2 separate regions of the Mus musculus genome follow, and region 1 is linked to region 2. The links are chromatin contacts, called in public promoter capture Hi-C maps. All regions are on one chromosome and are shown on one strand. Each heading gives the region's core, a stretch centred on a gene start, on an enhancer-like site or on the middle of the called end of the contact. The rest is flanking DNA. Distances are from core to core; before and after follow the strand shown.

The links. Promoter capture Hi-C pulls out the DNA fragments that hold promoters and counts their contacts.
Region 1: a contact with region 2 is called in a promoter capture Hi-C map of liver. The contact joins two enhancer-like sites. A contact is called at or near these places in 8 of 39 promoter capture datasets (the 3T3-L1 cell line, the C10 cell line, the HPC-7 cell line and 3 more), 4 of 484 Hi-C or Micro-C datasets (the G1E-ER4 cell line, bone marrow-derived macrophages, embryonic fibroblasts and 1 more), 4 of 115 datasets of contacts at active chromatin or transcription factors (bone marrow-derived macrophages and embryonic stem cells) and 3 of 9 other capture datasets (embryonic stem cells, embryonic trunk and liver).

Annotation. Positions count from the first base shown.
Region 1 is chr12:102,680,528-102,683,227 of GRCm38.p6, reverse strand. The region is part of intron 1 of Itpk1 (inositol 1,3,4-triphosphate 5/6 kinase); the gene reads left to right. Among named protein-coding and RNA genes, the nearest start is that of Mir1936, 3.1 kb to the left of the region's middle. Within about 2 kb of position 1,342, at least 20 of the 459 cell types and tissues checked have an H3K27ac peak or open chromatin away from gene starts, as enhancers often do. A contact at or near this core is called in liver, where this site is marked.
Region 2 is chr12:102,520,875-102,523,673 of GRCm38.p6, reverse strand. No RefSeq gene overlaps it. Among named protein-coding and RNA genes, the nearest start is that of Chga, 33 kb to the left of the region's middle. Within about 2 kb of position 1,438, at least 24 of the 459 cell types and tissues checked have an H3K27ac peak or open chromatin away from gene starts, as enhancers often do. A contact at or near this core is called in liver, where this site is marked.

The sequences.
Region 1 (2,700 bases), core at 93-2,592, 160 kb before region 2:
GCCCCTCCAGCTTCACCTCCTCCTCGGCCCCTCCCTCCTCTGGCTTCGGGAAGAAGGCTGGGTGGGTACGAGCCTGCCCAGCTGCTGCAGGTGTTGGCCTACCATCTGCTTGGGTCATATCCAGGCCTTCAAAATCTCTGGAAACTGGAGGGTCTCGAGTCTCAGATCAAGTTGCTGCCTGTTGAGACAAGGGGCTCAGTGCATTTGGGACAGGGACTAGGGCCAGGTCACTAAACCCCCAGGCCTATAAATGGCGAGCTTGACTGGCCCTGGCAGGGCCCTGATATGCCTGGGTGCTGGCCCAGTTTTAGGTTCCAACTGGCTCCATGCTTGGAGAGTCTGTTACTACACAGTGTTGGCAGAATCCGGGATGGGACCTGCCTCAGAGCAGGGAGTCCTGGGGTTGGACATGGCTTTCCTTGATCTCAATATGAACTTGGAGGTGGGGGTGGGTGTCAAGATTATTACCCCTTTCCCTAGTTCAAAGCCAAGGTATGAGGCCTGGGTTCTTATCTTAGGTCTCTGAGGTCCAGGACCAGTCCAGGCCGCTTCCCAGGCCCCCTGTTCTCATCAAGGACCCCAGTGGGAATGTCTGGTACGGCTCACTGACTCGGTAGGTGAGTGGTGCCACGTGAACTCCGCCTTTGGCCATCCAGCTTCCCCTTGAATTCCTGGGCAGGTTTTCCTTTGCCCCTTCTCTACCCTGGGAACTTTGAGGAAGTGTCCCGTGTCACAGGGTGGCAACACCGCTGAATCTTTGGTGCTGTAGCCGACAGAACAAGGAGCCTACCAGAGATGGCCAGGTCTTTGTGTTCAGACTCTGTGACCCAGCTGCCTTGCATGGTCAGAGGGCACAGTGCCACAACAGGGGTGATCCCGAGACAGGGAAATTGCCCTGGATTAGCTGGGTGGACCCAGGGCTGTCACAAAGGTCCTGATAAGATGAGGAGGGAGTGCCAAAGAGAGGAGATGAGGCTAGTCAGCGATGTGGCTGGGGGCCAAAGAGTGTGACAGTTTCCAGAACTGGAGAGGCCAGGCCAGAGTGCAGTCCTCCCACCCTGAGAAGGAAGAACAGGCCGACCCACACCATGGAAGGTTCTCTGTTGCTTTTAGTTGTCCTCTGTGGATCCAGTGTGTTTCATTTGTTACGGAAGCCATAGGCTACAAATACAGTACTCATTTACAATGACCATCTCCATCCGGCTGTAGGGTGAGACTGCAACCTCAGAGAGCAGTTTTGGGTCAAGGTCGGAACTCTCTCTGGCCACGTGGATATCAGAGCCAGGCTTCTTGGCTTTCTACCCCATGGCAGACCAGTGGATAAAGGGTAAAGTCACTGCCTGCACCTTGGGACCAAGGTTTGGGCAGTGTGTAGACAATCCTCTGAGGCAGGCAGGGCCAACTCTGCCTCTTGCTCTGTCATGAACCCTCAGGCGCCTCCTGCTGGTGAGGGTGGTGAGGATGTTGGCTGAACTTGGGACCCCATGGCACACCCGCCAGCCAGCTCATGGTTTATACCCCTCCGCCTCTCATGGGACTGTTTACATCGAACCTGTGGCTTAGGGGCTCCCCTGTGCCAGGGTTCCACAGAGAAGCCCAACATCTGACGGTGACAGTCAGGTGAGGGAAATCTATGTCCAAGAGTCCCTGTAAGGTGTGTGGCTTCAGAATCCCCAGGCGCTCCTGGGACCAGGAAGGAGTTTATAGTTGGAGAGGTGCGTTGGCCGCTCAGGAGACAGCTCAGTCACTGGTGTGTAGCCTTTCTGAGTGTGAGTACTCTGCATGCTTGCTGTCTATGTGCAGGGCTGCTTCTGTAAACAGTGGGTGTTGGAAAATCGTGAACCATGGACAATAGAATTCTTCCTCTCAGAGTTCCAGAGCCTCCCTGCTCAAAGCTTACCTTACTCTCCAGGTCAGGATTGTTCTTGCATTCCTGGGGCTCAGAGTACTGCATCCAGGAAGCAGGCTACACTGTGGGTCTCAGTAAGGTCTACTGGTAGCTAGGTTGACAGAAGCCTTCTGTTAGGTCTCCTCATCCTTGGTTTCCCTCCAGTTGAGGGCCCAAAAGATCTCAAGGTGAGATTGCTCTACAGAGTTTAGGTGTGTCAGAGAAGGATAGACCTGAGGCCTTTCTGGCTGGCTGGAACCTATCCTGGAAGGCCCTGTGGCTCCCCCCACCCCCGTTGTGATTCCGCTCTGAAGACCAAAGAGTAGGCTGCATGGGCAGTGCATCCCAGATGCTTGCCACTCCTGGAAGCTGGGTGAGTGAGTCATCTGCTCTGCCAGCGTAGGGTCACCGGAAGAGCCACTTCCGGGCCCCACCGGCTTGTTGGGGTCTTAGGGTTTGATGAGTCAGGTTGCTTCATCTGTGCTGAGACCCACACTCGGGCCTGATTGCCTCCCTTGGATGGGGCACACGGTATGGGCAGGGTCTTCAGGTGGCTGACTTTCAATTAAGGGAATGAACCTCCATCCCATTAAAAAAAAGACACATGGCAGCTTCCAGTTTATCTGGTTCTTTTTCTGCTGCTGTCCAAACAATTCATATGTTTGTGCTGGCTTTAAAATTCTGTTCATATGTTGTCTTTATATCAGGCCATTTCAGTTCCTGGCACTGTTAAACAGGAGGGAAATCCAAATCACAGAGCAGTCGGCAAGGGAACGGGGATTCCACGGAGGCCACAGGCAGGCAGGCGGCTC
Region 2 (2,799 bases), core at 189-2,688:
ATAATATTGAAGATTTTCAGTTTATGAGACTTGAGGGACATTTGTGATGATGGCCTTAGATAAGCAAATACAAGTATAGGCCTTGCTTAGGTGCTGGCTTGGCAAACTAACTACAGGAAAAGAAGGATTTGACTGGAATTCCTGTGTCAGTAGTTGGGAGCACTGACTGCTCTTCCAAAGGACTGGGGTTCAATTCCAATCACCCATATGGCAGCTCACAACTGTTTGTAACTCCAGTTGCAGGGGAACCAATATCCTCTCACAGACATATATGCCGACAAAGTAGCAATGTACATAAATTTAAATGAAAAAGAAAGTTCTATCATGAGAAAAAAATCTTTGCTAGGCAGGCATCTGACTGAGGATTAATATCTAAAATATACAAAGAGCCAAAAGAAAGAAAGGAAGGAAGGAAGGAAAGGAAAGGGAAGAAAGAAACATTTGCTATCTGTAGGAGAGCTATGATGTTAAAACATACAAGTGCTTTTGTAGGTATAGACTACAGTATAAAGCACATGACACATAAAACGTATCCCATAGCCAGGCGGTGGTGGCGCACGCTTTTAATCCCAGCACTTGGGAGGCAGAGGCAGGCGGATTTCTGAGTTTGAGGCCAGCCTGGTCTACATAGTGAGTTCCAGGACAGCCAGGGCTACACAGAGAAACCCTGTCTCAAAAAAAAAAAAAAAAAAAAAAAAAAAGTATCCCATAATAACCTGAAAAAGGGGTGGGACTGGTGCTGTGGATGAGACCAGAACTTCTTATGATAACTATGTAGGGATTTTTAAAGTCTATTTTCCACTAACTTTACGTATTTAACTGTAGTTTATAGTTTGTACATTAAAATATTTATTGACTTTTTTGTGCATATGGGTGTTTTGTCTGTACGTGTGTCTGTGCACCGTGCGCATGCCTGGTACCCACAGAAGCCAGAGGAGGGTGTCACCTCAGGAACTGAAGTTACAGATGGTTATGAGCTGTTGTGTAGGTGCTGGGAGTTGAGGCCCAGTCTGTGGAAAAGCAGCCAATGCTCTTCACCACTGGGCACTGAGCTGTCTCTTCAGCCCCTGTGAACTTAATATTTATCCCAACAGAAATGAGGAGGAAATGTGGTACAAAAGAGCCAAGTTAAACAGAGAATTTCATTTTTCTTATCTTTTCCTTTTTATGACTCCTGGAAAGAGTGATAACTAATTCAATAAAAACCTGTATACAACGTAGCAATAGGACAGTGACAGTGTGTTCTGGTGGCCCTGGCAGAGCTCATACTTGCCCGTGGCTTTGAGGGCATTGATTCAGCATTTTCTCTCCCTCTGAAGAGAAGTCTCCCCACAGCCCTGCTAAAGGGACTAGCCTGTCCCTGCAGGCACTATGGGAACTTTCCTATGTTCCACAGTCCTCCCCCAGGATAGATCAGGCCTGGGACACCAGACGTGGCTGCCGCAGACACTGATCAATAGCAACCTCGGGGCTGCTGACCACTCTGACACTCAGCAGGTGGCCTCTTGGAAACAGAACCGGGCTGGCAGAATGTCAGATCCTGCAGGAAATATTGAACCCAAACAGGAATCACTGGCTTGTGCTCTGCGGGGCTTGGAAGGACAGGTGGGGTGTATTGGCTTGAAGCAGACAACTGTGATATTTCAAAACCCTGGCAAGAGGCTGACCTGAGGGGCCAGGGCCAGGGCAGCGGTCGTCCCCCTCTTCAGGCTTTGAGGGCTGTTTATACAAGTCAAGTCCGAGTACTAACGAGTACTAATGTGCTGGGTGAAAGCCAGGAGGGAAAAGGAGAGCGGACACAGTGGGCCGTGTGCAAAGGAAACCAGCCGGCAGTGTGTAAAGAATACCTAATGGAACTATGCAGAAGAGGGACGGGGAGGGGGGATTTAGCTAGTGGACTGCTTGCTAGTACTGGGCTCAGCCTGCAGCATGGGGCAAGGTCAAATCAGAAGAAATATTTAGCTTTGCCAGAAATGAAACCAAGATCCATCTTGGGTCTTTCAAGTTGGAAAATGCATTAAACCTAGGTGAGGGTAAAACAAAGGGCCTCCTTGGTCAGTTTTGGATTGTGGGTTATGATCAAGGCTAAGTCCCTGATTGTTGTTGTAGTTGTACAATGGTTATGTAAGAGGTCATTAGGAAATTGTGCCTTGAACTCGTGCAGGGTAAAGGATTATGATGGCTACCTACCATCTACCTGGGAGAGGGGCTGAAGGAGAAGCAGGTGAGTGGTCGTTGTGTGCTGCTCCCACGCACTGCTCTTGAGAGTGTTTTGTAAATCTCAAATCATATCTGTAATGCCAGGCATGGAGGCACACACATTTAATCCCAGCACTCAGGAGGCAGAGAGGAGTGGATCTCTGTGAGTTCCAGGCCAGTCTGATCTACAGAGTGTGTTCCAAGCCAGTCACGGCAACATAGTGAAAGCCTGTCTCAAAAGAGAAGTGTGTAGTTTATGTCTGTAAATTTTAAATTATACATCAAATTATATGAAGTTTAAATTTTTCATTTTTAAAGCAGTTTTTATTTTCAAAGATCTTATCATTGAGTTGGGAGACAGCTCAGCTTGTGAAGTGCTTGCCTGAGGTTGGCTTAGTGGTTAAGAGCGTTTGCTTCTCTTGCAAGGACTCAAGTTCAGTTCCCAGAGCCCAAGTGGTGAGACCCTGTTTCAAAAAACAAAGTGGGAGTCAGGCAGTGATGGCTCACACCTTTAACCCCAGGACTCAGGAAGCAGAGGCTGGCAGATCTCTGAGTGTGAGGCCAGCCTGGTCTAGAGAGTGAGTTCCATAGAAGCCAAAA